5 separate regions of the Mus musculus genome follow, and all the other regions are linked to region 4. A link is a contact called in public capture Hi-C and promoter capture Hi-C data. All regions are on one chromosome and are shown on one strand. Each heading gives the region's core, a stretch centred on a gene start, on an enhancer-like site or on the middle of the called end of the contact. The rest is flanking DNA. Distances are from core to core; before and after follow the strand shown. Region 1 holds the start of Nemf (nuclear export mediator factor). Region 2 holds the start of Lrr1 (leucine rich repeat protein 1). Region 3 holds the start of Klhdc1 (kelch domain containing 1). Region 4 holds the start of Atl1 (atlastin GTPase 1). Region 5 holds the start of Frmd6 (FERM domain containing 6).

Region 1 (5,744 bases), core at 1,030-3,529, 540 kb before region 4:
AAAACAAAAGCTTATGATAATCAGAGACAATCTTTTATTCCTTGTTTACATTTTTGTTTATTTGGTGTGTGTGTGGTAATGCATGCATGCCACAGCATAGAGGTAGAGGTCAGTAAATAGTTTCATGAATTGGTTCTCTCCATTCACCATGTGAACTCCAGGGATCACACTCAGGTAACTTTTGTCCACTGAGTCATCGTGCCAGGTCCCAGTGGGTCCTTAAGCCTTTATTCTAATAACTTATAACTGAAATAGTTATTTTTGTATTCTATTTTTTAGATAATAGCAAATACAAGAACCAGAGCAGCTATTGACTTATCATACTGCAAAAAAACCTTACCATTTAAGTAAACAAATACACTTAACTCATAAAAGTGCCAAGAGTTTGCTGTTATTGGTTACTATTTTTTAAGGCAAAATGTCACTCAGTAGCCCAGGCTAACTAACCTTACCTCAGTCCCCTGAATGCTGGTGTCATAGGTGTGAACTACCATACCCAGCTCAACATTCTTTGAGAAGAGATGATGGCAAAGTACTACAAGTCTAGCACAAGAAGAAAGATCATCCTAAATATGAGATCAGTCTGCTCTGTATCAAGTTCCAAGCCACACTCCTTTAGTTCTGGTACTTGGGAGGCAGAGGTAGGCCCATCTCTTGAGTTTGAGGCCAACATGGTCTACAGAGAGATTTCTAGGACAGCCAAGGCTACACAGGCAAACTCTGTTTCAAACAACAACAACAATGAAACAACAACAACAACAACGAAACAACAACAACAACAACAAACAACAACAACAACAACAACAACAATGAAGCAAGTTCCAGGTCAGCAGATTAAGGCACATGGATCAACAACAACAACAACAACAACAATGAAGCAAGTTCCAGGTCAGCAGATTAAGGCACATGGATCAAGTCTGGGGATTTAAGTTGGATCTTACCCCTGACCCCTCATCTCACAGCAAAACTGACTCCCCCCCAGGTTGTCTTCTGACATTCACTTGAGAGCCCCAAGTTGTACCTGTTTGTTGTTTCCACCTACACAGACACACACACACACACACATACATACATACATGATAAATAGATAGATAAATGGAGTTTTAAAAATTAGCTCCAAACTTAAAATTTACCTTCATGGCAAAACTCGACGGCATCATGTTCTTAGGCCACTCAAATTCTGTTGTATGAATACGTATACCAGACTCAAGTAACAGTGTAGCTTTAAAATCAGGTCTGTTCAAGAGAAAGCCAAATTTTTCTTTAGGGAATTTGCCAAAACTTATTCTCTGAATTTAAAAAAACAAAACCTAAAATGCAGGATATATATATATATATATATATCATAATTTACCAAAAACAATCTTATAAAATATTCTTACTTTTGAAGCCGAATAAGATATGTCTTGTTATCCACATCATAAACGTTGTTTACTCTCATTCCTAGCAAGCTGAAAAAAAAAGAAACATATAACAAATCATTGTTCTTGGTTGAAGCAAAACTTTCCATCATTTATTGGTGTTGTGGAAAAGGAACTCTTCCGCTAAGATACCTCCACCGCCTATAAAGGTATCCTCAAATTAAATGTAGACTTTTAAGCACAAAAGTGGCCTGTTGATCTCAGTAACACCAGACTACTAGTGCTGGGGTGGGGTGGGGGGTGTAAATACAGTAAAATTAAGTCTAAATGACTTATTCGGAGCGGAGGAAGTAGCCGAGTCCCCGAAAATGCGACAAAGCTCACACAGCTGAATAGGCGACAAGTCCAGGACACAGGTCCAAATCTGCCCATTTCAGCTGGAAGGCCCTGCTACTTCTCTTTGGGAAGAAGGACGGGAATTCTGAAGAAGCCAGGCCGCCAGTCTGGAGCAAAGACGATCACTCCCGTTCTACCAAACGCTCGCTGCGGGACTCAGGCCACCCCGGCAAGACCTCTCGGAATCAGCGCCAGGGAGATGCAGCATCAGGCACGGTCCCCGGGGGGGGGGGGGGGGGGGGTGTCTCCCGGGGGCACCGGCCCCGGGCTCGGCCCCCAGGCCTAGAGAATCCCCGAGGCACCGGGACGACCGTGAGGCTCTCCGTCTCGCGACCACCCGGTGCCCGGCCTCCGCTCCCTCTGCTGTGAACGAGCCTGTCCACTCCCACCACCATACCTCGCATTCAGTTCCGCGAGCACTGCGCGGAGGTCAACCGTGCTGAACCGGCTCTTCATGGCTAGGCTGCGTGTCGCTACCGCAGTCCTTTCAGGGACTGAGCCGACGCAGGACCACTATGCTTCTGCGCATGAGCGCTTGGCTTGTGTCTACGGCAACCCAAATGACCCAATATTACTTATAGTGAAAGTGCGCTATTTAACCGAAGTTTGTTGTCAAATCATGATCAATTATTTTTTTCACTGTGTAAAAAAAACTCGACATAGAACTAACTACCTTCTCGAAACTGCGTCCTTTCCTTGAACAATGACCGGGTTAATCCCGTCCCCTTGTTTGGGGATTAAAATGGGTCTCCATTAGGATCCTGTAGGTCATTAACCATTAATCAGTTGCCCCAGGAAGGCGCTATCGCTCAGGATGGAAGAGCAAGGGGTCTTTCTAAACGCGAATTTGAGACTAGACAAAAACCAACGGTTGGTTTTCCCTGACTCTGACAAGCCGTAGAGATGGGTTCCTATTTTGCTGGGTACTACTCTCCGAAATAGGATTCTGCGGCATACTGTAGAATTCTCATTCAAGTTGAATGGGGTGGGGTTCTATATAGCCCGAGTTTCATAAATTCTTGGCACCTCAAATACTCAAAAATTCACTAAGTAAAGATGTCAGATAAAAATAAAGTAAGAGTTCCCATGGGAGAAGGAGAAAAAGTTCTCCTCCCACACCCCAGCGTTCTCTAAACTGCTTCAAGTTCTGCATGCTACCAATTCATACATAAATTATTCAGGGTTCAAATATACGATAGTTAATTCGTCTAAATTTTTCTTTTTAAAAGTTCTAATGTTAGTAATAAACAAATCTAAAACTAAGAACAAAAATCTACTAGTTTTGGACAGTGGAAGGTGTGTGTGTGTGGGGGGGTGGTTGTCATGGTCATTTTTGATACAGGGTCTTTCTATGTAGCCCAGGACACCTTAGAACTCTGAATTTTCTTGTCTCTGCCTTTTTGAGTGCTGAAATTACCAACACATTTAGAAACTGGAGGAATTTTAAAATCAGTGAAACATGTATTTAAAAGTTTAAAGTCATTAGCATTCACATCGCTATAAGTTCTTAGAATGGGTGACCAAAAAAGCAAAAGAAAGCAGGGAAAGTGTCAAATTTGTATATCTAAAAACATAAGGATTTTTGTAATTACTCTGCTTTTGAGACAGGGCATGCTATATAGTCAAGGTTAGTCTAAACTCACCCTATAAGCCAGGCTGTCCTCAGTCTCCCTCTGATTCCAGCCTCATTGGTATTGGAATTGCAGGTACATACTATCATGCCCAGATAGATCATAAACCTTTAATGTTGGCAAATGTGTTAATCTAGTTTCTATTGTTGTAACAAAATACCAACAGTTAAACAATGTACAAAGTTCACAGTTTTAGCAGCTGGAACTCTGAAACTGAGTAGCCACATCTATTTCAATCTAACAAGGGCAGCCCCCCTGCTACATTCCAGCATCTTGAGGGAAGCACATGGAAAGAGAGGGGGCAGTTCCGAGGTGAGACGGAAGCAGCAGGGGTGCACGCGCCAGGCTTCTTCTTATGATAGCTTCTTCATGAGTGAAACTGGTTTCTCTCAAGAACAATAGCATTTCTGATTTTTAAAGGCTTTCACCGCTACACCTGGCACCAAGCTTCCAGCACTCGAAAGGGATCTAAAACACAGCATTTTGTAGTAAGCATCAGTTTTTTATTCTATCCTAAATACAAGTAGAAGGCTAAATGTACAGCCAAAACATATACAGAGTCTTGGACATGGGGAAATTGATAGAAAATTGTAGGATATTTAAAATCAAAGTACAACCATGTTTCAGAAGAGAGCAACAGATCTGAATCTTTTTCAGCTCTTATCAGTCTTCCTCTGAGTCAAGTGTGGAGCTCTGGGGCTCATGGAGCTTCAGTGCTTCTGTAAATGGTTTCTATTACTGTTACACCAGCCATACGTGTAGAGATATAAACAATACAACGCAGTGTCTGTGCATAGCATCCAGGGATGGACCTGACTAGGGCAGTAAGAACACGAAGAAAAAGACAGACATACAGATAAAAAAGCTGGGATCAGATGGGCTGGGCCAGTAGTTCTCAACTTTCCTAATGTTGTAACCCTTTAATAGTTTCTCATGCTGTGGTGACCCCCCCCCAACTATAAAGTTATTTTGGTTGCTACTTTATGACTGTAATTTTGCTACTCTTACGAATTACAAATATCTGTTTTCTGATGGTCTTAGGTGACTGCTGTGAAAGAGTAGTTCCAACCCTCAAAGAGGTCCAGATCCACTAGTCTGGGCTCTCCACTAAAGAAACTACAGGCACTAGGCCAAGCTCAGCATATTTAGTATTTAGAGTTGAACAGAAAGGTGGGGTCATTGCATATAGTTGAACAAGCAGGCAGGTTTACAGTATACAGCTGGATAAGGAGACAGGTTTAGCTCATTTTAGTAGTAGTCTCTGTAGGTCTTCAGGTAGTAACGTTCAGAGGGAGAAAGATACAGTGGACACTTTCTGCCACACTGTCAACATCCAGGACTGAATTAGAGGAAGACTTTGCCTTGCTTCTGAACCTCACCCTAGGTGGAAGATTTTTGCCATTCTTTCATGGATCTTAATGGGGTCTTTGGAGCCCTTGCCATGGCTTTGTCAATGTCAACAATAAATATTCACTCAGGGATTTCTCCACTCCCTATAATACAAATTTATTTTCTTAGTGTTCTGAAGGTTAGATGTCCCAAAGGGGTCTGCAGAGCTGCATCTATGTGGAGGCATGGGTGGGAATAGGGCAGGGGCGGGGCGAGGTGATGTCAGTGGTGTCTTGGGAAAATTCCTTGCATTGTCTCTCATAGCTTCCAAAGTTGCTATATTCTTTGACTGGTGATCCCAAATGGCTTCAACATGTGCTTCCAGGCCATATCTCTTTCCATAACCCCAATTCTTGTCTTTTTATAAGAACCCTTAGATTGTATTTAACCTCTCTAACTCACAACCCCAAAGTTAGAGGAATCTGTGAAGTCCTTTTGTCCCCTATGATGTCCCTTTGACTGTTTCCAGACTTTTGTTTTGTTTTGTTTTTGTTTTTGAGGAGGGAGAAATTATGCCACCACTCATGCTTGGGTTCCACAAGCTGAGAAGTTCTTCTAAAGTCTTAGAGAGGACTAAGGGGGTAGGAACGCCACGGCTAAGAAGCAAGCCAGATACTCTGATGTAGGAATTGCAGGTACAGCTAAGCCATTGTGAACCAAATTCAGGGATCTGTTTAGAAGAGAGGAAAACAAAACAATAAAATGAGATATATCAAAAATTGTTTGGTCTCTCTCTTTTTTTTTTAGTAGGGAGAGAGTAAACTTCTTGTTATTATTGTTTTGTTTTTAAAATACTCAGCATTCTTGTTGTGTCCACTTGATAAATATGTATGACTTTTAAAGTCCTTCTGTTCTTTTGCAGTCATGTGAACAGAGTCCACACATTTTGAATTTTAGTTAAAATTACTACGGTTCCTTTAGGTTTCCAGGGTTTTAAAGGTTGTTATATATTCATTTCAATAGTACT
Region 2 (5,241 bases), core at 92-2,591, 720 kb before region 4:
AATCCCAGCACTTGGGAGTCAGAGGCAGCTGGATTTCTGAGTTTGAGGCCAGCCTGATCTATAAAGTGAGTTCCAGGACAGCCTGGGCTATACAGAGAAACCCTGTCTCGAAAAACCAAAAAATGAATACATAAAATAAAATAAATGTTTTGATGCTCTATCAGGGAGCATATGTCAAGTCCCAGCAGAGCTTTAGGTGACAATGCCTGGAGAAAAAAATGTTAAGCAACTAAAAACATATGAATGTGTAAGAGAATTTTTTGTGGTGGGGTGCAAATTGATTGTCTTTGCCTATCTCCTGAATACGTGGTTTTGAGGATGTGAAACCAACACGGATACAATTCACCATGTTATATGTAAACAGGGATGTCCGTTGAAGGCTAAATCATAATTTTGAATTTTGCCACGGTTAAATTGAAAATTGGTATTTCTGAAAGCCATTTCACAATTGCAAGTGTGTAACTTGTATTAATTGTTTACTACAAGGTAAGGCAAGGGGGTTTTCTAATGCACCACTTCACCTGAGAGTAAGCGCTTCCCTAGCCCGGGGTCAGATAGATAGATAGATAGATACACAAATAAACAAACAAACAAACAAATAAATAAGTGTCGCTGAGCAATTTCGTAGCTTTTACTTGAAAGTTGATACCGAGGACATTGAAGGTAAGACAACCCGATGTGTGCAGTGTTTTTTTTTTTTTTTTTTTACATATTCACTTTACATCCCGCTCATCCCCTCCCACAACCCTCCCCTCACTCCCCTTCTCCTCTGACCGGGTGGGGGACCCTCCAGGGTATCTCCCACCGCCACGGGCTCAGTAAATGAGGCGTGAATGTGGGTCTCCACTGCCTTTCCAAGGCCGACCATGGCTGCAAAGTAAAGTTTGCTCAACAGGAATTGCCTTGCCAGTTATTGTCACCTAAAGCTCCGCTCTGACTTGCAATGCCCAACAAGAATGCTTTCTCGCTGGGGTGTGTGTCTATAAACAAGGTGACACCAGCCTTCCAGCTATCCCCATCCCCGGGTCCGCTGGCCTCTAGCAAAGGGCGCGGGAAACACCAGGACGGGCAGCACACACCCACACCTACCACGCCCCCAGCTTAAGGACATGGTGCCCTCGGCGGCCGCCTGTCCGAAAACAGAGGACAAATCCTCCGGGCGCTCCGGAGCACGCAGAGGTTCTGTCATTAAAAGTTAAATAATGCTAAAACATGGGCATTCCACCATTCTACGTGGAAACTGGAGTGGGACTCCGAGAAGCCACAAAGCCGATGGGTTTAGGCGCACCATGGACACCTCTATCGCGAGGACCCCGGCAGACCTGTCAGGCGGGAGGCGCCAAGTTTTAAAGCCTGCGGGCCAGCGGGCGACTTAGCTGCAAGATGAGGCTGCCCTGCGAGGTGGAGGTCCGTAGCTGTCATTTGCCAACCTTAGGGCTCAAGAGCCGAGGCAAGGGCGTGCGAGCGGTGGTGAGCCTGTGCCAGGCCCCGGGCAGGAATGAGCTGCAGCCTGAGGCAAGAGCAGAGCCGGGCGGCCACGCCTGCCTGCTGGTCTCCACCATGAAGGACAGGCAGGGAACCAGCTACAAGGTACGCGCCCCCAGCGTCTTGAGCACCCACGCCTCCTTACTTTAGCTGCTGGCTTCTGCGGGTATGAGTTGGTAGACAGCGATCCCGCCGGGGTACAAGCCTCCGACACTGAAGCAGAGCAGCATATGAGGCTTTTGGTTAAATCTCCAGCACACAGAAAATGCATGTAACAATGAATACTATCCAAACTTGAGTGGTTGTTATTGTTGTTGTTGTTGAAGAGGTTTGCCACATGTATCCTCTCTGTTATTTGTTTAGAAAATGCTTGACCCGACTTAGGTCCAGAGACGGGTGGCCAACTCCAGTCTAGTCTGTCTGAACCGGAGGTTTGAAAACGAGGTTTATAAAATCCGTTTTCCTCCATTACCAGGCAGTGCTATTTGATCAAAACAAGATGTCTTTGTGTCAACTATGAATGGAGATAAGGGAATGAGTCCCTCACCCTGCATCTGATTTTTTAGCGGATGTTATGTTTTCGGGATTCTTTTTTTTTTTTTTTTTTGGTTTTTCAAGGCAGGGTTTCTCTGTGTAGGCCTGGCTGTCCTGGAACTTACTCTGTAGACCAGGCTGGCCACGAACTCAGAAATCCGCCTGCCTCTGCCTACCAAGTACTGGGATTAAAGGCGTGCACCACCACGCCCAGCTGTTTTCGGGATTCTTTACCTCACATATTATAATCCACAACAAATGCTTAGTTGAGAGAAGAGAGCATTATCTTATTCAAGTTACTTATTTTTATTTATTCATTCATCCATTTAATTTTGGAGTGTTGGGGATGGAGCCCAGGACCTTGTGCATGTTAGGCTAGTAGTGGTAAGGAGGACCTTGACTTCCTGATCCACATGCCTCTACAGCCCGCCCAAGTTCTGGGGTTACCACTACACACCTGGTTTGTACTACTGTGTTGAGGGCAGAACCTAGGGCTTTATGCATGACAGGCAAGATAGGCAAAGATTCTACCATTTTAACAACGTCTTCCACCCAGGCATTAATCTAAATCCTGCCTGTCTAGGCTATTAAGGAGTCTGGTTCTATGTTGTCTTTTATCCTGTCCTTCAGCTAAGTTCAGCTAAGACTTTACACTGCAGTTCTAGGAGAAAAAAAAATTAAATGTATACATGTATGTATTGAGACAAGGTCTTGCTCTGTAACTATGGCTGGTCTGGAGCTCACTGTAGACCAGGCAGGCTTCAAACTCATAAAAATTTCTGCTGTTTCTGTCCCATCTGTCCCAGTTGCTGGGATTAAAGGCACGCGCCAGTTCCAAGAGCCAGTTGTTGTTGTTGTTGTTGTTTTAAAACAGGCTCTTACTATGTGTAGCTCAACTGTCCTGGAACTCTGTAGATCTGGCCTGGAATTCACAAAGATCCATATAGCTGTGAATTCCTGAGTTCTGGGATTAAAAGTGTGAGCTACCACACCTAGCTTTCCAGGAAGAATTTAATGCAGATCTAATTGTTTCTTCAATCCTTTAATGAATTTCATGGTTCTTAAATCTTTTTTTTTGTTTTTGTTTTTGTTTTTGTTTTGTTTTGTTTGTTTTCTTTCTTTCTTTCTTTCTTTTTTTTTTTTTTTTCGTTTTTTGAGACATGTTTTCTCTGTATAGCCTTGGCTGTCCTGGAACTCACTTTGTAGACCAGGCTGGCCTCAAACTCAGAAATCTACCTGCCTCTGCCCCCTCCTCCACCCCCTCCTTCTCCATCAGTGTCAGGATTAAAAGCATGCATGTGCCACCACTGCCTGGCAGTTCTTGAACTTTCTTGACTCTTGGTTGTTTTCTTTTCATACTCAGCTGTGCCCATCCCCCCAGAAAACCTTCTTATCCAACCTACATTTCTGAATCCTTGACTCCTTACAGTTACAAGCTCTCCTTCCTTACAGTTACAAGCTCTCCTTCCTGGCTTTTCCTGTGTTCCCTTCACCTGAAGTGCTCTTTCCCTCTAACCCAGTGATCAGTGCCCTGGCTTTTATTTCTTTAACACCACATTTCTACTCCAAACTGGGAAAGGTTTCCTGCTTTCCTTTTGTTGTGCTTATTTAATAACCATCTCGTTCAGTACCTGCTGTCATCATACCATTCTGTTTGTTTTTGAGACAGGGTTTCACTGGGTAGCCCTGGCTGTCCTGAAACTCACTCTGTAGACCAGGCTGGCCTTAAACTCAGAAATCAGCTTGCCTCTGCCTCCCAAGTGCTGGGATTAAAGGCATGTGCCACCACTGCCACCACTGCCTGGCCACCATACCATTCTTACTAAATACCGCTCCAAAGTTCTCATTATGCCTGGTACATAACTGCCTCTCAGTAAAGAGTTGTTGAAGTCTAAAGCAGAAAACATATGTTATGAAAAGGGTTGAGATCAGTTATGCCAGCTGTTGATGCAATACAGAGGTTAACATGGCAACAAGACAAGCTTTCTGCTCTGGTGGAGCTTGCAGATAATCTGGTGGCAGGCATGGTCTGAGGGACCAAGAGGAAGGTAGGGAGCTTACTGCTGGCACTTGTGACCATGGCCATGTGACTGGGTTGGAAAAGAGGAAAACATTCTCTAAAAAATGAAGGAAAGTCTCAGCAGACACAGCAGTAATGCCTAGTGTCGGCTGGCTGGAAGATGTAACTATTCATCTGCTTAAAAAAAAAAAAACAAAAACAAAAACTTCATAAAACACTGAGACATGGGACTAAAAGCTAAACTAAAACCTGGAAGAAGATTGGCACATTCTACTCTCAGCGAGTGTTATTGAATAGTAATTCTCCTTTTGTGTCCCTCCTTCAACCCCTTCCCCTCTGTTTCTAATTAGCTAAGAGAGAACATTGAGCAGCTCTTCACCAAATTTGTGGATGAGGGGAAAGCCACTGTCCGGCTAAAGGAGCCTCCTGTGGACATCTGTCTGAGTAAGGTATGATATTGGAAATAGTAACAAATATGCAAGCCAGGTGCAGCATCAAATGTGTGTGATCCCAGCATTCAGAAAGCAAAGGTGGGAGGGTTTTTGTAAGCCCAAGGCTAATGTAATCTACAAGTCAAGTTCTTGGCCATCCAGGGATATACAGGGAGACTATATCCCAAAACAAAGATTGTTTGGCTGTTAAAGCATCTTGACAGCCTGTAGAGATGAGCTTGGGCTACACCGCTGCACGCATGCACTGCCCCTCCCCCCCACCAGTTAATTCTAAAATGCCTTGGGTACCTCAAAGGCTGGGTACTCCTAAACCTTCCCCTGCTACCCTAGGCCCAATGGGGAAGTGGCCAGTGGCCACCCACCCAAATTCTCACACGGCTAATTTACTTTCTCTCCTGCAGCGCCTGCTTCCCATCCTTGTCCCCCCAAGTCATGGTGATTCTCTGTCTCCCTTTTCCCAGTTCTTAGCCCACACTACTCTAAGGGTCCCGCCCTGTCTCCCTTTGCCTAGCCATTGACTGTTGGCATCTTTATTGATCCATCAAAAACCAAGTGGGGACAAGGATCTTCAGCATTTGGATGCACAGATTGCCGATTAAATCAAAGCATTAGAACCAATCCCCAACACCTCACCTTTTCTGTCCAAATAAAAAAAAAAAAGCTCTCAGGCATAAAGTGAGCATAATTATATATATTATATATGTATAATTATATAAATTGTAGAGTATGATATACAATTAACATCCAATC
Region 3 (5,142 bases), core at 299-2,798, 650 kb before region 4:
GGATTGATCTGGTCCTTACTCCTGGCCAGCTTTCACCGTGCTGGGAAGGACTATGCTGGGGAAGAGCTGTAACCAACGCCCCCACCTTGCTGGGGATCCTGAAGTCTACAGTATCAACACATCAGGCCTGATGTTCCCACTGGGGAAGAAACTATTATGGGTACAGCCAATTATTTTCTGACTGGATTTGTGGATCGTTCCACAAGAGGGGAATTGGTGCCGTGTTCTGTAAACCCGGTCAAAAGCCCATGGCTGGGGGAAGACCATAGATTTTTGAAAGCTGCTGCTCTTTTGCTAAGTTCTATGTGTCTGTCAAATTGCCTTCTAAATAGTTGTCTTTATACCCGTCCACTAGTGTAGTTGTCATCTTTGGTCAATGAGGTTTCTGTTTTTAAATGGGCAGTCGTTACTGTAGAGACAACTGGTTAAAAGTGCTATTGAATGTCCAGCCCTAGAGGGGCATCCTACCCAAGCCTCAGGGACCATCGTGGAAGGTGGAGGGGCAGATGGCAAGAGGTGGTGGGTTGTAGAATTATCACCGCGATTTAGGGTTGGGGGAGGGGCTCCCTGCCCTCCGTGGTTTTAAAGGCAGTTAACAGTTGCAAGGAAGGGGGGGGGGTGTTTCAAGCTCCCACCCCCAGCTTTTGTAGGCAGTTAACAGTTGCTAGGCAGAGACATTTTATTCAGTGGAATAGCTATGCTCATGTAACTGTAATTAAAATCATTGGTTCTTCAAGGAAGACTTGAGGTTCGCTCCTCTCCCCAGAGAAAATGTATACAAGTGGGAAATGAAAGATGCAAGACAATAATGTTTCCTTTCGTGTTTAGAAAAGGGGAATTGTGCCTGTGTTCCCACATAATATCACCACGAAGAAATAATAGAACACTCAGTGCCTCAGGTACCAACACCTTCTACAGCGATTAGCACGGAAGTACACGTGAAGAAAACCAGGGACACCCAGGCCCTACAAAAGCAAAAAAACCTCATATGCGTCTTGAAACCATGTATTACCGAGGCTGAAGCAGAACTGGCATTGGAGCACTGCTCGTGTTAAAAAATGATCTCTCTCACACACACACAGCCAGGAGGATGCTCAGGTCAATAAGCTGGCCCAGTTGGGGTTCATAAACCCAATACTTTGTACAGTTGTGAGAAGAAGAAGAAAAAGAAAGCTCACTTTCCAAATGAACACCATGGAGCTGGAGAGATGGCTCAGAGGTTAAGAGCATTTGTTCTTGCAGTGGACCCAGGTTTGATTCCCAGCAGCCACATTTCACAATTGCCCATAATTCCAGGTCCAGGATGTACACCATACATACATACATACATACATACATACATACATACATACATACAAGCAGAACACTCACATACATAAAGTAAGTTCATGAGAAACCATTCTTGATTAATAGAGCCCTAAGAAGCCCAGACAGTGGCTGCAGAGAGGCTTCAGGGAGAGGTTTGCAGTGTCTTCGCAGCGCCCGGTGCTCCCGGGAGCGGCCAGGCCCCGGTCCGGGGCGGTGGCCGCGCAGACGCGCAGGTTCCTCGGTTCCGCCTCCGCCAATCTGGACCCTCCTCGCGTTCCGTTCGCGCGTGCGAGCGGGCGCCGAGCTGGCTGGGCCCCGGAGGGCGGATGGCGGACCCGCAGGCGTTCTGCGTGGCCGAGGAGCGCAGCGGCCACTGCGCAGTGGTGGACGGACACTTCCTCTACGTGTGGGGGGGCTACGTGGTAAGGGGAAGGGGCGGGCGCTGGGGCGGCGCGGGAGCGGAGGCAGGGGGATGACGGCCGGCGACGCAGCACTCCCACAGGCTCCCAGGCGAGCCGCCTGCCGTGCTGCCCACATCGCTCCCGCTCCCAAAGCCACAAAACGGGGTTTCGGGGTGCGTGACCCCTCCAGCCTCCGTGGCTCAGGACTGGAGAGGACCCCAGAACGTCGTGCCGCGTTGTTTGGTATCATTGCCACCGTGCTACTCAAAATACGGAAGTCACCAAGCAGTTAAATTTATCAGCTATTTTTAGTGGCATTTCTTTGCTAATTAAGTACCTCTGGAGTCTCAAAATAGATTCGTATTCGCAACACTCCACCACAGAGTTTTGTGGCTGAAAATTCGTATTGCCATGGCGGTTGGAATGTGTGTTTGTTTTGTTTCTATGATCGTAGGATGATAACAAGGATTATCGAGTTGGAAAAATAATTCAGGTGTACCTGCCCACCCCGTTTGTTTACAGATTAGAAAATAAGCCCTACGGAATCTCTTCTGCAAATAGAAGATAACATCTTCTGACCTCCTCAGTGCCCTTAAATGACAGACCTGTAACACAACGAAATAAAGTGCATACTGTGTGTGTTAAGAATTATCAGGTCCGAGTGGGTTTTGTTGTTTTGTGTGCTTATTCCTAATTTAGTGCAGTATAAGTAAAAAAGAAAAAAAGAAAAATTGGTTTTTTGTGTGCCAACTATATCTGGTATGTCCTAATCATATGGGATTATCGACTAGGGTCTAATCTGTAATGTTAATTTTTAAAATTTATTTTATGTACATGAATGTTTTGCATATATACATGTGTGTGTATGTATATATGTATGTGTGTGTATATATATATGCATCCTGTATCCATGGAGGTCAGAAGAGGGTGTTAGGAGCTGGCATTACAGATTGTGCTGGGAATCTAACCCAGGTCCTCTGCAAGAGCAACCAGTGCTTTTAACTACAGAGCCATCTCTCGTGCCCCACATCTTCATTTTATAAAGAAAGGCATTGACCCTTCAGTGGTCATGTGACACTGGGGGCTGCATTCTGGAGCTTTATTTTGCTTTGTTAATTATTTGAGACAGGATCTCAGACTGCAGCTCACACTGCCTGGCCTGGAATTTCATGTGTAGCCCAGGTCAGGCTCGGATTCAGGATAAGCATCCTGTTTGTGCCTCTCAGGTGTTGAAACAAACAGGAGCATGAGCTACAGCTAGCTCTCCCATCCAGAAACAAAACCCAACCAACCAACCAGACAAACCCACAGATCTCAAGTACCATAGGCTGGCCCTGAGCGTCTCATCCTCTGGTTTCCAGTTACTCGTGGTTATCTCCTGGCCTGGCTTTGAATTCGTTTTTGTTTTTTTTGTTTTTGTTTTGTTTATGAAACACTAGTATTAGTTTTTGAAGCACGTACAGTTTTTTAGTGTTTTTAAGTTCTGCCACTTGAAGACACCGACTTACCAAACTTGATCTGCTGTGTTTCTATTGGATTGTGTTGACACTGGTGTAAATTAAATGGAAAAGATTAAAATAATAACTTTGCAAGGCAGGTTGTCCAGCAGCAACCTGTAAGCCCTGATGTTGGGAGGCAGAAGCAGGGGAAGCAGGAGAAGCTGGAGGGCATTTGCTGTTCTGTAATGAGTTCCAGGGTAGCACAAGACATTGTGTCAAAAATAACAGTAATCTTCTAGTACCTCACTGTGTCTCAGCTCTGTATGGCTCCTCTTTAACTCCATACATGAAATAGATCAGTATAGAATTCTTTGGGACCAAAAAGGAAATGTCTGAATGCTTTAAATCTTATTTTACTCCTGAAAATTGTAGCGGGTGAGAGTCCAGTTCTCCAGGGGGCAGCTGCAGAATTTTTCTTTTCCAACTACTTGTTATTCCAAATAGCAGAGGTGCTACAAACACAACCCTGTAATATACGACACAGACTTAAACCCCAGGTCTTTTACTTTTTAGATCCCAGGGATCATCAACAGGTCTGAGAAAAAAAAAAAATGTCTGAGGTATAAGTGGGAGGGGGGAAAAGTGGGAGGCAAAAAAGACAGTGTGCCCTATCTCCAGAAAGTGCAGGACCCTTCCCACAGCTGCCCTAGAAAGGCCTCTTGAACAGGGTGTGGCTGAAAGGTCCGGGAAGCTGGAGGGATTCCTGCACCGAGAGTGTTTCAGCTGTTTTATATCCCAAACAACTCTCCTCATTAATACGAACAGTGTGTGTGTGTGTGTGTGTGTGTGTGTGTGTGTGTGTGTGTGTGTGTGTAAGTTGACAGACTTGTGTCCTGAAAACTCAGATACCTGTGTTGTGAAGTACTTCCTGTTAAAGCCAATTTTTAAAAAGTATATTTGAAACAGAGGCCAGTGTACAGTGTCGTTGGTGCTAGAAAATTCTTTTGTTCTCTGCCCTCTATGCCTTCTTCAAATTTCTGACATCTGTACAGTTGCCAGTGCCGCTGGCAGGAAGGTCAAGTGGGGAAGATTCCCAGATAATTAAAAAAGTCATCTAGTCTGGTATGTATGGAAGATTGGTTTAGGAAATGTCTAAAAAGAGTGAAGAGGGCTTTAGTGGCAGATACTAAAGTATATCACAGCTCTGAAGTAATCCAGTGATCTTGACCCAGCAGGTAGCACCGTAGACTAAGAAAGAGGTGGCAGAAACAGACAGGCCTATGAGACTGATTTGGTTTGTAAAAGAACTGTTTTGAATGTAAACAATCAAGTATTCAATAAATGGATCTAGGATATTTAGAGGAAAATTATATCAGAGCCTTAGGACTGACAAGTTAAATTCAGGAAAACTAAACTTCACTATGGGGAAAAAGCAGGACATTTTAAAAAATCTTGGGTTGAGAAAAGAAGAAATAAGTTAAATATATATATATATATATGTATATATATATATATATGAAAAAATTAGCTGATCAAACTTTTGGGGAAAAAAAAAACTGCTTTAAAAAGCATCAGAAAATGAGAAACCTAGTGGCAAATGAAGAAATATTGGTTATGTGTGTGTTAGACTGGAGTCCTGCAAAAACCAAGAGCAGATGAGAAGCTTCCAAGGCTGGAGGGCTCTGCTGTGGAGCCCTCGCCTGGTGTGCAGAAGCCCTGTGGTACACACTTGTAATCCCAGCATGCAGGAGGTGCGGGTGGGAAGATCAGATATTTATGGTCATCTTTGGCTATATAGGGAGTTAAAGCCATCCTGGGCCAGAGACTCTGTCAAAAAAAAATTTTTTTTTAAGTAGAAATAAAATAGGAGTAAAAACATAAAAATCTAGGATCTATCTGTAGAAGGGTGTGATACTGGGCCCATGATTGCAGAAGCTCACAATTGCTGCTTGTAAGAGGCAGCGGGACAAGCTACCCCTCAGTGTGTGTCAGTC
Region 4 (5,303 bases), core at 2,471-4,970:
CTCCTGCTCTGCTCTCAATTATAGGGTGCATCTTTACATTCCTCTCCTTATTTAAGATGGAGTCTGCACCTCTTGGGAAACAAGGAGATCCCTAGGGGACCTATGTGTTTACAGAGTGTAAAAATTACAAAGAATCTCAAGGCGAGGGTCTTTTTAAAGTTACTACTTCATAATATAGCTCAGGCATAAAAACAAACTGGGATGGGTAAGAGATAAAGAGATGACATTATTTCTCACTAATTAGTTTACTAGTTTGCATCACAGATGGAAAACACTTCTAAAATGCCCCAGGATTTACAGTTTCTTAAAAATACAGTTTCTTAAAAATACAATCAATCTGCTTTAAAAGAAAAAAAATCCAAAGTCTCATGTTCTAGACATATTAAGGAGTAAGTATAAATTCACAAAATTCCACAGGACTTAGATCACTGATAATAAATATGCTATAAAACAGCTTTTCAGAAATGTTTTCCCAGAGAACTCAAGTTATTGAAATTTGTAATAAAAAGAGACATGTGGCTATTGTTAAAGCAAAACAAAACAGTGCAGGAATACACAAGGAATTAAATACAAGCACTGTTGTGATGTCAAAATTAAGTGCTCAGACAACTAGGTGACAGGACCACCTAGAGCCCTTTGTCACTCTGTCAACCTCTTAGGAATACTCCATGTCCTGCCTAATTCTAGGTTAAGATGCAGCAAAACCGGGTGGGATGGCGGAAAGCCCGTCTCTGTGGAGTATTGATAGTTTTGGTTGAAACAGACACCTAAAAAAGCAAGTAATAAACACTGAGCTAGACACAGCAAGCAGCAAGTACAAAGACGGTCAGGTTCGTCTAAAGGGAAGGAGGAAGCAAGACGCTCACTGTCTGGGAGAAGATACTGAACAGAGGAAGTAGCAAGAACAAAGACTCCAAAGGAGGAGATGCTTATTGTTGTTTAAGGAAAGCCTGCAGGCCAGTGTGGTAAGAGCAAAAGGGAGAGGGAGAGTGGTGGGTGAGATTAGGGGTCAGGGTGAGGGGCTGGGGCTTACTAGAACCAAGAACTGTTTTCCTAGACAGCAATGGTGGCAACAGGTGGAGGATGGGGGAGGGAGGTGATCCTCAGGAATTAGAACACACCAAACAGAAGGGCACACGAGTGTCTAAAGGCTGCGTGGGACTCAGAGGCTGGCCTAGCCCTCAAGTACACGTGATAACGTGAGCTTGATTGAGAAAGGTGGGAGGCCCAGGTGGGGTGGGAAGCTTTCAGCCTCTGATGTCTGTTGAGCTGTGGAAGTGAGCAGCAGGACCAGGAAGCAGCTGGGTAAGAAGAAGCAGGCAAGCAGGCAGGCAGGCAGGCAGGCAGGCAGGCAGACAGCTGTCCTTTTAATGTAAACATTGCTTTCCTAAGGAAGGATGCAGTCCTTCCAGAGAGCTGCTCTGAAAAGAAAACCGTGGAGGTCTTAGCAAGATCCTTGTGTGGGGGAAATACTCCCTTTAAATTTTCTGTACCAGGGGAAAAAGGGGGTAGGGTGGGGCAAAAGCTAGAATTTAGAGTATTGTATAATTACTATGAACGGAACTGAACTGGTCTAACTTTCAGTGAATCATAAGACAAAGATGATTTAAAATGGGACCAAGAAAGCAAACAGGAGTTTCTGTTTTTTAAAGAGCAAGCATTTCCTAAAATGGGTAATGAGCAAATAGAGACGTTTGTGCTAGCTACCATTAACTTTCCATAAGGAAGGGGATTCCATTCTAACTGTGCACTTTGCATCAAAGGTAACCGAGGCCAGAGTCAGGACCTTGCTCACTGCTGCTGCACTGCTCGGTTGCTAGAACAGTGTCTGCTTGGGCCCAAATGCCTCGTTTTCAGGGGTAAAAAGCCTACCCAGAGTTCTTACCTCAGAATCCATCACCCCAAGGTACTACTCTCAGCAAAAAATTACTCAAAAACAAGCAGAGAAAAGAGATGTTTTCCTTGCATTATACCTGTGCAAGTCAACATACCTCAGTGGGGTCAAGCAATTACTCATGAAACACAGCCATCAGGGCTCTATGCAGATTGCTGTTTGGAACATACTGATACATACATAGGTCAAAATATCAAGCTGTTGCAAAAGGAAAATAAGCTTTTATTTGGGGGGGGGGGTGTTAGAGACAGGGTTTCTCTGTGCAGCTCTGGCTGTCCTGGCACTCACTCTGTAGACCAGGCTGGCCTTGAACTCAGAAATCCACCAGCCTCTGCCTCCTGAGTGCTGGGATTAAAGGCGTGCACCACCAACACCCAGGTCAAAAATAAGCTTTTTCTTAATCCCCATAAGGAACTGCACTAACTCTGCCCCTTTGGGACAAAGAACAAAAGCCATGAGGGAATATTGGACAGTGTTTTCCTCTGAACCCTTCAAAAACTTAGCAGACTTAAGAAATCGGTTTGCTTTGCTATGGCATGTTTTTTGTTGTTGTGTAACGGCAGATTACAAATTTATTATTATTTGTCTTAATATAAGAGACCAGTAAAAAGGGTAGCAGTAATTATCCACTCATGATTATGGAATGCTATAAATCCCATAGAGAGGAATTAGTTTAGTAGGAAAACCCCATAAGTTATATTCATTATTATCAACCAGATACAAAATGCCTAAACTTCTGCCAGGTGACAAAGGTCTTCCTCTAAATATGTTTAAATTTCATTACACTTTGTTTATTTCCTGGGAGTGTGTGAGTGTGTATGTGTGGGGGATCCGTGCTTCCACCAAGAGAATCCGGGGACCGTTCTGGGGTCCTAAGTAAGGTTTGGCTCTAAGGGCCTTTAACACCCTGAGCCACCTCACCGGTCCCCAAAGACATCTTCCTACAGGCTGTCATGTTTACACACAAATCCTTTTACTCCAGAACCAGATTACTTACAGTTGACAATTTAGAGTCCGGTTCCACAGAGATTTTTTTCAAGGCAAGTTCACCCAAACCAGTACAGGACGCAAAGGTCTAGATTTACAATACTCTTTCCTATCTACCGCCTTCCGCGAAGCATTTTCCCCCCACATCAACACCAAACCATCCTCCGGAATAACTTCAATACCATAAATACGCCTTAAAACCACAAAAAAAGCTCAGCCGTGGTCTGGAAGGTGCGGTTAAGTCTGCCGGTCGCTAGCCTTAGAACCGATGGGGAACCCAGGGTGCTCGGAACGGTGCGGCGGGCTCCGGGCCGCTTCCTGGCCGGACGCTGTGGTCCGGCGCATCCCGGGGGTGCCCCACGTTCGCAGGCCGGGCCGGGGCCTCACCTTGTACACGTCCCCGTAGGTGCCGCTGCCGACCCTCTGCACCAGCTCGTAGTCGTGCTGCGGGTTCCGTCTCAGGATGTCGGCGGCAGGCCTCAGCGGGGCCTCCATCTTCGCTGCGCCCAGTCCGGGGCTCTGCCCGCCGCAGCCGTCTCCCGCTAACGAGGGCGCGCGGCGCTTCCCAACATGGAGCCTCGGCTCGCAGCTGCGCCTGCACCGGCGAGAGCGAGCGCGGGGGGCGTCACGGGGCGCAACCCCGGCAGCCTCCGGGCCTCGTCGGTCCCGCCAGGCCCCGCGCCGGCCGTACCCGAGAGGCCGTCCGTTCTTGGCCGAGCGCCGGCGTCGGAGACCCGCGTCTTCTCCGAGACGGCCGTGCGCACAGTCGCCGCCGCACCACGTTCCCCACCCGCGGCTGCGTCACCGGGAGACACGTTCGCGGCCGGCGCGGATCGAGCCTGGCCCGCCCGAGAACGCAGGCCGCGGGCCCAGACTGCCGCCCTGAGGCCCGCCGAGTGCACAACACCCTGGACGCCGCCGCGCCCCGCCTCCCAGCTGCTTGCGGGGCGCCGGAGGCGTTCGTGCGGCGTCTGACCCGCCCAGCCTCGGCCAGGATTCGCCCAGTGGCCGGCGGACTAGAGGAGGAGGGTCTGTCCGCAGGCCTCCGGAGCGCTGCCTTCTGCTTCCTTTCGGTACAGGTAAACTGAGGCCGCCCGGGCAGGAGGTGGGGGAGTGCCGGGTTAACTAAATGCCGGCACACCCGACTGCACCGTCCTGTTCCACACACTGTTCCCGGTGGTACCAGTTCCGAGGCTGGACCGCACACCTGCAGAACCTGTCTTCCACCAGGGTTTCCCAGAGCCATTTTTGAAAACCCCAATTCCTTTCGAAGTTTCTGTGGTCTCTGGGCATCACCGCAATATTGCAAGTGTTAATGGGAGGAGTTTTAGAGATGCTAAAGCAAAGCTAGGGACCTTTGTCTGATTCTGCTTCCAAAGTAGGTGATCTGGGACAAGGCATACGTGGCAACATCCCAGTGTCCTTATCTGTAGCTGGAAGAGGATAGGTTTTGCATTTGACACCCGAGAAATGTTTGTAAACCATTTTTACAGCATTGTAAAGAGGAGTGTAAAATGTAAGAGGCTTTAAAATGTAAGAGGCCTAACTAACAATGCCCAAAATATTGGGCAGGAGTTATGAGAAGTGATTTGGTTAATGTTTCAATCTCTTTTGTAATTTGAGTTCCAGTCTTGTTCTTAAGGTAGAAATGAAGTTGCCAATTTTATGTATACTGGTAAAGTTACTTCTAGAGTCTTACAGAGATTTTCAGTTGGAAAACCAGATAAGGACTGGAAAGATGGCCCAATTGTTAGCAGCACCGGCTGCAGCTCAGAGGTTGATTCCCAGCACCTGCGTGGCGGCCCACTCCTCATTAACTCCAACTTGGGATCCAGAGTGGGCTGGGAGGGAGGGCCAACGCCCTCTTCTGGCCTGTGTAGGCACCACATATGCATATGGTGCACAGCTGTACATGCAGGCAAAACACAAAATTAAATAAAAATGTAAGAAAATTGAAAAAACTAGAAAAAAAAACGACAACAGAACAAATTTCAGATGACACGTGACTCCAGACACACTCTAATTCTGTTTTGAGAAATAACTTCTTATAGCTAATAAATGAAGAAATTAAATTAACACCTTAACGGAACAGAGACTGTATGCATTTTCTCGTGATCCACACACAAAGAGCACTTATTTAGGGAACATAAGTAAGCCCAGACTTACATGCCCCAGGGACAAAGCCTGTGTGTGTGCTGCACTGAAAAAAAAAATGGTTGAAGAACAGTTCCTTCTTTGAAATCTTCTTGGCACTTGTTTTGGTGGGCACATATTTTTGGCTTCGATGACTCAAAATCTCTTCAAGTGTTCTATTGGTATCTTAGTACTTGTTTACTGTCATGGATTTATGGTGGTCATGTAGTCAAACCCACCCTTACCCACTGTGTGACTAGGCCGTTGTGGGATATTCATGGGTTGAAGG
Region 5 (5,724 bases), core at 2,055-4,554, 930 kb after region 4:
TTGTGAAGATGAGATGCTGTCTCAGAGTGAGGCTTCTCACTGCACATCAGATGGGGAGGACAGGACAGGGCTCACAACAGAAAACAGAGCAGCGGTCGGGATGGATTCCCACAGCGTGAACTCACCAGTTTCTGACTTTTGTGTCTACATGTGGATCTTAAAAGACCCAGCGCCGGGTTTCAGCTCTTGATTCCTCAATGGCTCTCTGAGAACACTGAGAAATCAGAGAAAGGACAAGAATTACCACAAGTTGAAGTTAATCGGGAATACATAGCAACACCTTGTTATAGACAGACAGACAGACAGACAAACAGACAGACTAAATTCGTATTCCTCTCGACTCTCAGGACGGTTGTACGGTTATCATGCTTTAAAAGAAAGGCATGCTTCTGGATGCTCTCTTACTCTGAGTCCCTACCTGAAAACATTCTAACCTCTGACCCCCAAGTATTTCTCCATTTAATATGGGGATATTACAAATGTTCCAAAGCCACGTTTCTATAATCCAGGCAGTACATAGTCGTTGCTAATCTCTGGGTGATCCCAATATGCTGACAGATTTGAGAAGGACTGGTTCCTAGGCAAACTTCTGTTCCCACAGTGTCTGATGTTTTTCCTGGAGGCTCCAGGCTGAGCACTGCTGCTCCAGAGCATCTCTGTGGCACCACTGAGGATGCTGCAGCTCTGGAACAGCACGCCCATCCTCCCAATCTGCTGTAAGATTCAGGGGGGTCTTTAACCTTTGAACCCCGGGGCTAACCCTATGCTCCATTGTTGGGAGTACTTAATACACCCATGGACTAGAGCCAAAGAAAAACAACGCGAAAAATGATGATATGTAAGTGCTTCTGAAAAAGTAATCATTGAAGATGTGCACGGATGCATCACTTGGTGAAGTATTCCACTTCAGAGAAACATCTCATCGGACCAGCGAAAATAAACTAGATCCCATCGTCAGAGGATAAAACCAGACCACATACAGACCTGCTGCATTCTTCATTGTAAGGAGCACATTAAGAGCCCATCCTGTGATAAGAAACACATCCTTTCTCAGTCCCCTTTAGTTGGCTGCATGCTGCTTCCAAGGGGCATTTTATAAAGTTTATAAAACCAACTTAGATAGCTTGAAATGGTTTACAAAAATATATCATGTAAGAGTGATTATTGTGGTCTTCACACTGTTAATATGACCATTACAATTCAGAAAAAAAAAATTTCACATAGTAAATTTTACCACAATCTAGCCCTGGACAATAAGTCTGATCTCACACTTTCTTTTTTTAAAAAAAGCTCCATAAGATACTTTGCTCTTTGGGTTACCTAATTGCTTTATAATCACAGTTATGTTTCACAGTCTAACAATATGCTGGGGTTTTTTTCTCTGCTAGATTCTCATATATGAAACCTGAAAATAAGTCAGATTTAGGAAACTTTTTTCCAAAATAGTACTATGTTTCTTGTTTGTATGCTGGTTTATCTCATTAGACAGCAGTTGATTACCAATTAATACCCAATTTGCACTCATCCGGAGTAAATATAAAAAGAGAGAAAAATATCTTTTTTTGTACGTGCTCACACTTGTGGAAGCCAGCAACAACTTACTATTCACGGTCTCCAAAATGGAAAGGCAATTGAAAGGTCTGCTGGATAGTTGTTTTGGAGTCTTTTGTTTGTTTTGTTTTGTTTCCAAGACAAGGTTTCTCTGTGTAGTCCTGGCTGTCCTGGAACTCACTCTGTAGACCAGGCTGGCCTCAAACTCAGAGATCCACCTGCCCATCTCTGCCTCCTGTGGGTTGGGATTAAAGGTCTGCGCCACCATGGCCCACCAGGCTGGCTGGCTAGTTTTTATGTCAATTTGACACAAGCTAGATTATTTGGGAAGAGGGAACTTCAACTCTTGAGACCTGCCCCCAACCACACTGGCCTTTGGTGAATTTTCTAATTGATGATTGATGTCAAAGGGCCCAGCTCACATGGAAGGGAGAGGGGCTACAGTCCCTGGCTTGGTGGTCCTACATACATAAAGAAGCAAGCTGAGCCTGGCCGGTAAGAAACACTTTTCCACGGCCATGCCGGGTTTCTGCATTGAGTTCTTGTCTTGATTTCCCTCAGCGACGCAGTGTGACTTGAGAGCTGTGTGCAGAAATAAACGCTTTGGTTTGGTTTGGTGTTTAATCACAGCAATCAGCTATTTCAAATACAGCTTCTATGGGGTATCAAGTGTTCTTCCTCAGGTGTCTGCACCTACATGAAAAAGCTAGAATCTCAGATTCTCCTCACTGGAGCAGCACCATCCACAAAACACTTAGAAGCTTGTAACTGTGGGTGGCAGTGCCCCCACCACACACACACACTTAAGCTGCTAGACACCTAAGCAGGTCCAGATAGGTGCAGCACAAACAAGTGGACTTCGCTTCTTTACCCGACTACCAAAAGGAGCAAAGAACCCTCCATTCCTCTTGGGATCTTTGGGGTTATTGAAATCTTCTAGGGCTGTCTTTTGCACTGCTCACAGCCAAGCCGGCAACCTTCACCAAGGGTACACATCATTTTGAGGGCCACAGGCAGCGGCTGTTTCAACCTGGGGAGACAGACTGAGCGGGGGCGGATGGGCTTAGGCGGCACTCACAGCCCACATGCAGGATAAAAACCGTGAGGTCGAAGTGGGCGCCTGACGGGAGGGGGATAGAGGAATCACGAAATCTCCTCTTCTCGCAGGGGCCGCCCCAGTTCAGATTTATTAAGCCGCAGCTCACGTAAAACAACCACCCCCAGGTAACCCGTCTAGGCCTGTGAGGGAGAGGCTAGGGACTAGGGTGTGCGGGAGGATGGGGGGGGGGGGGGCATGAGCGGAGAAGGGGACCATTCCGAAGGAGGGGAGGGCGGACAGTCTATTACCCTCGCACCGAAGCCTCTGTCCCTTTGGGAAAGGCATGCAAAGCATATCTCACTCTATATAACCCACTTGAGCCCGACTCGGTTATCCGATGTCACCCGCGTCCCCTGGTCCCTGGGTCTCTTCACCCCTCCGCAGGACTCTTGGTTGGGTCCGGGGCGGAGCGGGGCGGGGCGGGGGGGGGCAGCGCTCCACGTGCAGCCGCGATCACCCCAGCTCTCTGCTTCTTCCGCTGCTCGGTCTCCGCCTTCAATTTGGGGCGGGGCGGGGCCTCGAGCAGGGAGGGCGTGTCTCGGGCGGGCCGTGGGCGTGAACTCGAGGGGGCGGAGCGGAAGGCGTGGGCGGGGGGCGGGGCAGCTGCAGCGTTGGTCTGGCGGCAGCAGGAGTGCTGGGAGCTGCGAGTAGGCTCGGCGCCGCTGGAGCAGACGCCGGTTGTGAGTCGGAAGCCTGGCGCTGTCGACTTTGGAGGTACGCGCGGGAGCGGGCGCCGGCCTGCTGGCCCCCTTTCTGGGACGGCGCGCCCTGGCCGCCGCTGTGCCCCCTGCTGGTCTAAAGTGCGATTCCCGGCTTTGCCGCTCTCGGCGTCTTTCTTCTTTCTCACGGGGCTCTGGGCGTCGGGCACCGGGCGGGCAGGTCGCCTCTCCGCGAGTTGGAGCTCGCCCACGCCGGGGCGGGAGGCCCGGGGCCCCCGGGCAGCCTCGGCCGCGAGGGAAGCGCGGAGCTAGGGGGCTGGGCTCTGCGTTCCTGCGCCCCGATCTCCGAGACTCTGGCTCGAGGGGTGCCTGCCTGTAGCGCCCCGTCCGTAACTAGCTGGGACGAGCCGTGAGTCCCGCGTACCCGAGCGATGTGCGGTATTGCCTGTTGTGCGCGCAGGCCGGACAGCCCACTTCGGGAAGGCACCCCAGCGCGTCTGTCCGGTATCCCCGCCAGTGCCTAGTGTGGGAAACCCTGAAGGGGGCCTTGGGGACACACGAGTCCCGGGTGCGGCCTGCAGAATTTTGGTTTCTGGAGGAACTTAACACGACCAGGTAAAGGAGACCACTAGCCTCCCCTCCGGGAAAGCGGGGATGTGGACAGCTCGGGGCCACCCAAGTGAAGTCTACAGGATTTAAACAACACTTGGAGTTCTAGAATGGCTTAGCCTGATGGTGGAGCGCTTTCTTAAAGGCAGGAATGGATGGAAAGCTGTCAAAGCAAGCACATTTAAAGTTGAGATAAAAGCTGGAACAATTTTCAGACCGTACAGTTGTGTGGCTAGTGTCGGAAGAAATTCTGGCTCAGTGGCCCCCTTACACCTTTGGGGGATTTGTTTATTTATTTATATAAGCGGCCAGTCTGTTTTGCTAGCATTGCACCCCGGGAGCTGTGTAGTGCCCACTGCGAGGAAGGAAAACTTGTGCAAGGATTCTCGGCGCGTTTGAACGTGGAAGGGAAAGCGTACCTTGCCAGATTTTCCACGCATGATTCCCCCCTTTCTTTGGACCGAGTGGTGTTTGTTTACCGGTCTTCGAAGCATCCACCTACATTTAGTTTTTGCACGAAATACCCACTGTTGCCACAGTGTGTAGTTTGGGGATTAGAGAATGCTTTTGGAGAAAACTGCTAGTGGCTTCATTTTCCAAGAATGTAAGTCATTTCCTTTCTGTGGTTTCAGGGAGTTGATATTTCACAGCATCAAAAACTCTGTGGGGAAAATTTTCCGTAATACATCTGTCATTTAAAAGGCCTGTGACTTTTGAGTTTTCTTAAGAACAGAGCATAAATTTAGGCCCGACTTTGTTGAAAGGACAAAAAGAGTTTTTGTTTGTTTGTTTTCTCTTATCCCGAATCTAGAGCATTGAGAGTGCTGTAGAAAGTTGTAACAGCCAAGACCTACAAATGGCTTGCAGGATGGAGAGTGGGGGAGGGGAAGAGAGCAGAATGGAGCAGGAAAACAGATGCCTTTTGCTTCGGTCCTTTGTAGTAAAACTTCTAGCACCTAATCATTTTCCTTGGGTGTGGTTTTGAGAAATTATAGTTTTACGTTAAAAATGAGAATACTCCACAACTGGAGGTGGTTGACATGGAAATGTGAGGGTTTTAAGGGGAGGGTATGTTTATAAACATACTCACTTAATATTTTATAGTAAAGGAGACCTCTGGTAGATTATTGGATGGCGAGGGTCCCCCCGGGGATATCCTATATCAAGTTATCTGCAGGATATCTTCTCCAGAAAGCAGACTGACTGTAATAAGAACTACCCCCCCTTTCCCCGCCCACCTACCAGCTTTGAGTGGCTTACAGAAATACCTGCGATCTGACACAGTCACAGCTCTTGCAGGGCTCAAAACATTTTGAGCCAGGCAAATCTTCTGACTTTCCCATCGCTTCCTTTTTGGGGTTAGCAGGGGTTAAGACATCAGTTTCAGATACACAGTCTGAGGGTGTAGATTTGAGATACCCCGAGCTTTACAGGAAAATACCCGAAAGCAACACGGGCAGGCTGGAAGCCCTCCTTTTAAAACAAAATGCTCCCGTATGCTATACAGGTTTTTTAAAAATCTGCCATTCAACTGGGTTGGCTGAATTGGGGGCTGTTGGAGACCATTCCACATTTAACTATGCTTATAAAGCTTTTGGCTTTCAGAACTTATGACATAATGGGCTGTGTAGCCTTTTGTGGCAGTTGCTTGGAATGCAGGTTTCAAATAGAATTGTTTTGGACAGAGTCCTCAGTTTTTAAGAGTTCTGTGTAAATGACTCCTGTCTCACAACTAAGTTTCTGATAAAAGAATTCTTTGTAGTTTTCAACTTGAATGTTTTACGTTTTGATTTCTAGAGCCGTGTT

Evidence for each region. Promoter capture Hi-C pulls out the DNA fragments that hold promoters and counts their contacts. Capture Hi-C pulls out chosen DNA fragments and counts their contacts.
Region 1: a contact with region 4 is called in a promoter capture Hi-C map of pre-B cells. The contact joins the promoter of Nemf here to the promoter of Atl1 in region 4. A contact is called at or near these places in 22 of 39 promoter capture datasets (the 3T3-L1 cell line, 3T3-L1-derived adipocytes, the C10 cell line and 13 more), 1 of 15 datasets of contacts at CTCF or cohesin (pro-B cells), 23 of 484 Hi-C or Micro-C datasets (CD4 T cells, the G1E-ER4 cell line, the HL-1 cell line and 12 more), 10 of 115 datasets of contacts at active chromatin or transcription factors (astrocytes, bone marrow-derived macrophages, embryonic stem cells and 5 more) and 3 of 9 other capture datasets (embryonic stem cells, liver and macrophages).
Region 2: a contact with region 4 is called in a promoter capture Hi-C map of liver, with 2.4 times the contacts expected there. The contact joins the promoter of Lrr1 here to the promoter of Atl1 in region 4. A contact is called at or near these places in 5 of 39 promoter capture datasets (the 3T3-L1 cell line, the C10 cell line, the HPC-7 cell line and 2 more), 2 of 484 Hi-C or Micro-C datasets (both in CD4 T cells) and 1 of 9 other capture datasets (liver).
Region 3: a capture Hi-C map of macrophages shows a contact between it and region 4, with 4 times the contacts expected there. The contact joins the promoter of Klhdc1 here to the promoter of Atl1 in region 4. A contact is called at or near these places in 12 of 39 promoter capture datasets (the 3T3-L1 cell line, the C10 cell line, the HPC-7 cell line and 7 more), 1 of 15 datasets of contacts at CTCF or cohesin (large pre-B cells), 2 of 484 Hi-C or Micro-C datasets (embryonic stem cells and pro-B cells), 5 of 115 datasets of contacts at active chromatin or transcription factors (cardiomyocytes, embryonic stem cells, large pre-B cells and 1 more) and 2 of 9 other capture datasets (adipose tissue and macrophages).
Region 5: a contact with region 4 is called in a promoter capture Hi-C map of the C10 cell line, with 4 times the contacts expected there. The contact joins the promoter of Frmd6 here to the promoter of Atl1 in region 4. A contact is called at or near these places in 4 of 39 promoter capture datasets (the C10 cell line, liver, pre-B cells and 1 more), 1 of 115 datasets of contacts at active chromatin or transcription factors (large pre-B cells) and 1 of 9 other capture datasets (pancreatic islet).

The regions. Positions count from the first base shown.
Region 1 is chr12:69,354,897-69,360,640 of GRCm38.p6, forward strand. Nemf (nuclear export mediator factor) reads right to left here and starts at 2,280. Exons shown (of 33, transcript NM_025441.3): 1 at 2,155-2,280; 2 at 1,383-1,451; 3 at 1,134-1,236. The coding sequence starts at 2,213.
Region 2 is chr12:69,167,473-69,172,713 of GRCm38.p6, forward strand. Lrr1 (leucine rich repeat protein 1) reads left to right here and starts at 1,342. Exons shown (of 4, transcript NM_001081406.2): 1 at 1,342-1,590; 2 at 4,390-4,488. The coding sequence starts at 1,384.
Region 3 is chr12:69,240,284-69,245,425 of GRCm38.p6, forward strand. It overlaps Klhdc1 (kelch domain containing 1), which reads left to right and starts at 1,549. Exons shown (of 13, transcript NM_178253.5): 1 at 1,549-1,730. The coding sequence starts at 1,635.
Region 4 is chr12:69,889,385-69,894,687 of GRCm38.p6, forward strand. It overlaps Atl1 (atlastin GTPase 1), which reads left to right and starts at 3,721. Exons shown (of 15, transcript NM_178628.5): 1 at 3,721-3,960. Map4k5 (mitogen-activated protein kinase kinase kinase kinase 5) reads right to left here and starts at 3,779. Exons shown (of 32, transcript NM_201519.2): 1 at 3,269-3,779. The coding sequence starts at 3,376.
Region 5 is chr12:70,822,210-70,827,933 of GRCm38.p6, forward strand. Frmd6 (FERM domain containing 6) reads left to right here and starts at 3,305. Exons shown (of 14, transcript NM_028127.3): 1 at 3,305-3,364.